Regions from separate parts of the Mus musculus genome. Here region 1 is linked to region 2. The links are chromatin contacts, called in public Hi-C maps. All regions are on one chromosome and are shown on one strand. Each heading gives the region's core, a stretch centred on a gene start, on an enhancer-like site or on the middle of the called end of the contact. The rest is flanking DNA. Distances are from core to core; before and after follow the strand shown. Region 1 has its middle 4.0 kb from the start of Gm26002. Region 2 overlaps Nrp1 (neuropilin 1).

Region 1 (2,700 bases), core at 22-2,521, 230 kb after region 2:
GATACATTGAAAGAACAGCCAGTAACTCTACTGCAGAGCATGTAATGCCTGAAGCAGAGAAGACAAGCTAGGTCATGAGCAGCAAGAGGGAGCAATGAGTGAGGGCTGAACTGTCTTGTATTAGGATTGGCAGTTCCTCCTAGTAAGATTGGAAAATCCCTAATCTTTACCCCAACTCTTCCACAAGACTTCCTGTGCCTCGTCCTTCAGTGACTTGAGGTGTCATGTTGGGTTGGCACCTAGAGGGGGGCCTCAGAGGAAAAAGGGATGGTGATGGGGGAGAGAATGTGTGAGAGGGGACTGAGAGTAGGCGGGTTATGATGGAGATGTAAAAAGAATTCTTTAAATAATTTGTTTAAAGGTTGTAAAAACCACTGCTTGGCTAAAAAGCTGCCTTCCTCACAGTGTGGGGACATTCCTGGCTTCTCACTTGGATGGTGTTTACCCCCCCATGTGCTTTCCTTAACTGTTTCTTCAAACCAGTTTGTCTTCCTCTTGGGCACCCAGAAAGACCACAATGCCTGCACTCTAACTACATGAAGCTTCATCCCTGAGTTCCAATGAGATATTTCTAGTGAAATGGATACCCCTTCTAGAATCATCTACTGGAGAGCCTCCAGACCCCAAAGCTGGCAAAGCCCAAGGTGGAAGAATTCCAGGTCCCAGAGTCACTTCATAGGAGACTGTGTACCCATAACAATTGGACAGTGACCCGGAGATTAGTGAGGGAGCTTTCCTTGCTGAGAAGCTGGGCATGGGATTTTTCTGCTATAGCATTTAAGCTAGCAGGTAATCTACTGAGTGGGAAAGTTCTCAGAAAACAGGTAGGGGCTAACAAGACATTGAGACGCAGTGTTCGGCGGATAAACACCAATACCACTTGCTCACTTTCCTCTTGAGCTAAGCTCACACCCTCATACTAAACTCTCCTAAGCTCGTTGGTGGCAGACACTCAGCTGTCCCTGACGTCATTCCACCCCTGGCTGACCACTTCCTTCAGAGTACAGGCCAGCTGCATGGAACCAGGCCTTGAGGCAATCTCTATGGGTTCAGTCCTGCTTCCAGGAGAAGACATTTATCCCAATACATGTCCTCAGGAATCCCTTCCAATTTCCCAGCCCTAGGAAAAGAACTGACATCTAGGAAGTAAGAATGCATGACTATGTCTAAATTTGATTAAGACAAATGCTGGATTTCAAACTCAGGACCAGGCATGGAGGGGGTTCTGATGGAGTCGAGGTTTCGGCCTGTCATGACTCACTTTATTCTTCCTCTTTCAAACCTATGATGTGGTGTCTGAGGTGTTTGCCTGACTTTAACCTGACTTATTCTGTATATACATATATTTGTTTAGGAGGCATGTAGTGGGTCTGAGCTCTGTGCTCCCTGGAAACAAGCCTAGATGCAACTGATTGACATTCTTCCACATGAAAAATCAGACCTAGTAGGAAATAAGGACAGGAAGAGCACTTTAGGAACAGGACCCGGGCCTGAGATGGGTGGTCCCCATGTGATTTCTATAGCTGTTTCCCTGACTATGGTGTTTAGCAAGAGCTCAGTTTTATGTGAATCCAGAGAATTCTTCTAGAACAAATACTCCAAGATTCCCTTATATTGTTCTGAGAGGCAATTTATGAATTCCTGGTTAACAGCACAGCATCAATTTAGATAACAGCACAACATCAATTTAGATAGCTCTTGCCTTTTGCTTCTTTCTTTCTTTTCTTTTCTTTTCTTCTTTTGTTTTCTTTTCTTTCCTTTTTTCTTTTTTCTTTTTTCTTTCTTTCTTTCTTTCTTTCTTTCTTTTTTTTTTTTTTTTTGTGAGTCTTATACATCTCAGGATAGCCTCAAACTCACTACACAGTCAAGGACGACCTTAACCTTCCGGCACTCTCACCTCTACCTACCTGTCCAGGGCTAGGATCTCAGGAATGAGTCACCACACCCAGTTTATGCAGTGCTGGGGCTAGAACCCAGAGTTTCACACATACTAGACAAGCACTGTAGCAGCTGAGCCCCAGGTAATTCGTTATTGAAAGAGTCCAGAACTTTATTTCATGCGGTTTTATTGTCATGCTCTAGTCTCCTGCTTCCATTGCTTCACTAGTAACTGTTGAAACCTGAGACAAGAGATAGCTGTGAGTACTTTCGTCAAAATGAGAGCTCTGGAGTCAGAATATGGGAAATGACTCAGTGTTCTGGAGTCAGACTCTTAGGACAAAACACTGACTCTACCTCCAGGAAGGCTCTTGGGTGAGGCACTGAACCTCTCTATGCCTCAGTTTCCTCCTCTGGCTGGAGAGATAGCTGAGGCATGAAGTTTGTATCATCTATAATCATCTATTTCCTTCTCATTTGCAACTGTCCCAGGAAACAGCCTCACCTCATACATTGGTGTTTGGCCATGTGACTTACCCAAATGGCTCAGGAACAGAGAAGACATTTGCTTCCTCCAAATAAATAGGGGATTTCACAGGTGTGGAACATTCTCACCAGCCTCTCATGATCTGACCCCCATGCTGAGGCCATTAGCAACTCCAATAAAGCAGTACCTTGAGTGTGGACAAGGAGACTGCTGGAGCAGATCCAAGATGAGTCAGTAGTTCTGAGAAGGTCCAGAAACATTGTAATTCCCTGAATTGAAAATAGCAAATAAGGGTCACTAGGTGGTGTTGGCACATGCCTTTAAAGGAAAGGCAG
Region 2 (2,700 bases), core at 132-2,631:
TCTTCTTCTCCCTCTGCCTCTCTATCTCCCTCCATCCCCTTCCAAGCTCTCTAACCCAAGCTGGTCTCTAATTTGCTATTAGCCAAGGGTGGCCTTGAACTCCTGATGGTCCTGCTTCCAACTGCTGGGTAAAAGGATCACAGCTGTGTGGCCCAAACACAGGTTATACCTTGCTGGGGATGGAGGCCCAGGCTTCATACAGGCCAGGCTTCATACAGGCCAGGCAAGCCCTCTACCAACTGAACCACATCTCCAGTCATGAAGTTTGATTCTTTTGTGTCAGTTAGGTCAATTAGTCTCTTTTACCTTAAATCTATGGTTAATACTTTCCTTTTATTTGTCTGACAGTTCATAGGCTTCCAATTTTGAGGGGCTATGGTCATGCCTTGATATAAACAGAATGCTTACCATCTTATTACCACTCTCAAAGATCTCTCTCTCTCTCTCTCTCTCTCTCTCTCTCTCTCTCTCTCACACACACACACACACAATTACTAGATGACTTCGGTAAAAGTCCCTCACCTTCTAATAAGACCAAGCTGGGAACATTCCAGATCCAATCTGAAAGAGGGTAACGCATAGCACTGTGAAATATCTGGAGACCACTGCAGATTCCTCTTGTATTAAAATTTGTTGCTGCTACTTAAATTTTTAAGTTCTCCAGTATTTCTCAACAATCCACAAACAGTGGTTTAAGTCTGTAACATGTTGTGAAATGTAGGAGAAAGTGCCTGTTTAAGTAGGATGGGGAAAAAAATCTAGTTACAACTGTGTTAAAAACCTAAGGTTTTCCAGGTCAGCAATGGAACCAGAGCCCAGGAAGAACCACTGGGAGTTTGGAAAACATTAATATGACTTCTTTACATTTCAAAGATGCCTGACCTTGCCTCATGTAGAAATAACTTCTTGCATAATTATATGTAACCACAGGACTGGGCAGACAGTACAGTGCTTGTCTTGCAAGCATGAAGACCTGAGTTGAACTCCTAACACCCTTGTAAAACTCAAGATGTTGTGGTGTATGCCTGTAATCCTAGGAATGGGGAGCTGAGTGGGAAGAGAGTAGGACCCCTGAAACATGATATTTAGCTGTCCTAGCCTACTTAATGAGCTAGTGAGAGACCTTGTCTCAAAAAAATTTTTTTAAAGAATAATACCTAAGCTTGTGGCCTACACATACATATGAACCCCTGATTACATGAATCCAAGTTTTCTTGCACTGAAAGTTGTATGCCTTGTTATCCAAAGGGTATCCCCTATCTATATGTATACACACATGCATTCACATATGCTTGCTTTCTTGCACATGGTATCATCAGAGACAGTAGGTGTCATAAAAATGAGTAAGAACAGACTTTCATTTTCAGTATTTCTGAATGTTCTGCAAGTAGTTGAGAGAGCTATGAAGGGGAGGAGGAGGGGCTGCTGACTTGAGAATTCTTCATCATCCTCCATCAGAGCCCACACCCCAAGCACTATTATAATAGTCTACTCTCTGGTCAGTCCCTGTATTTAGCGTGTTGCCTATTCTCCTCAGTTTCATTCAACAGACTTGGAAAATTACATCTTCCTTCTAAGTTGACTGCCACAAACCACCAAGTAGACCAAAATTGTGTTTTTGCCAATGTAGTTTAATCCTATTTGAGGTCTCTCCATGGGCCACCAAGCCCCTGTCATTATAACCTATCCTGCTGGGTTAAGTTCAATCCTGCTGGATTTTGGACAAAGCCTGAGCAGCCTTTGCCCTCATCTACTTTTAACTGTGACTTATGACATTGAGCATCCTGCTCCAGGACTATCGCTGATAGAGTATGATGCTCACTTCTTCCACTGCCTGTTGGTGTGGCTGACTGGAGTATCAGTTTCCTCATCAGTGGAACCCAGCAGAGGCTTTCAGATTCAGATGAAACAGAAACAGGTAATTCTGACACCTGCCACTGACTTATGCTTGAGAAGAACTGTTACAGCAACTACCAATGAACTGACTCCTTCAAGGTTCAGGGCTCTCTCGTCTTCCAAACTGCACTTGATCTTTTAGAAAACCTGGCCCCAGTCTCTTTTCTTGGGAAGCACTTCTGGCTAACCTGACTTTTCTGTGCACATTCCCAAGTTGCCCTCTGTGTCTATACATTATATACAGCACACACAGTATTTATACAGAGTGTACTATATATACAAATATATATTTACCAATGATTCTCTTACTATCTTCAAATTTCCCCATGTAACATATGCTTTATTTTCCAACACTGTTGCTTCTATTTGAGAAATTTTAAAAACCCACATTTCTACTATTTCACCTATCGCCCGCATAAAAAATATTCACAAAATACATGCGTAAATATATATTAATCCTCAGAAGTCATTTAATAATGATACAGAACTCATAGATTTCTGATCTTCTGAGAACTCAGCACTTCTTTGGGGGCTCAGCAACTTCAAAAGTTTCTAAAAACATGTGAATTATACTGATCATAGTTTAATGCAACCAGGAAATTAATTTTTTAGATGCTGGCTTTGAGGTTTTCAGGCAGTGGATTACAAGTATGAGAATTTGCTATTCCTAATTCCAGGAGCTGAGACGAAGGTCTGTCCTGCCTGGCAGCCTTAGCCCCTCTTCACCTTTCCCTCGGTCACCTCAGACCACCCTGATTCTCTCTCCAGAGCCTTGAAGTTCCTTTACATCTACTCTCCCAGATG

The links. Hi-C and Micro-C count contacts between places; a contact is called where the count stands out from the background.
Region 1: a Hi-C map of Th1 cells shows a contact between it and region 2, with 3 times the contacts expected there. The contact joins two enhancer-like sites. A contact is called at or near these places in 1 of 39 promoter capture datasets (liver), 1 of 484 Hi-C or Micro-C datasets (Th1 cells) and 2 of 115 datasets of contacts at active chromatin or transcription factors (CD8 T cells and bone marrow-derived macrophages).

Annotation. Positions count from the first base shown.
Region 1 is chr8:128,645,685-128,648,384 of GRCm38.p6, forward strand. No RefSeq gene overlaps it. Among named protein-coding and RNA genes, the nearest start is that of Gm26002, 4.0 kb to the right of the region's middle. Within about 2 kb of position 1,272, at least 34 of the 459 cell types and tissues checked have an H3K27ac peak or open chromatin away from gene starts, as enhancers often do. A contact at or near this core is called in Th1 cells, where this site is marked.
Region 2 is chr8:128,419,265-128,421,964 of GRCm38.p6, forward strand. All of the region lies in intron 3 of Nrp1 (neuropilin 1), which reads left to right. Among named protein-coding and RNA genes, the nearest start is that of Mir1903, 61 kb to the left of the region's middle. Within about 2 kb of position 1,382, at least 28 of the 459 cell types and tissues checked have an H3K27ac peak or open chromatin away from gene starts, as enhancers often do. A contact at or near this core is called in Th1 cells, where this site is marked.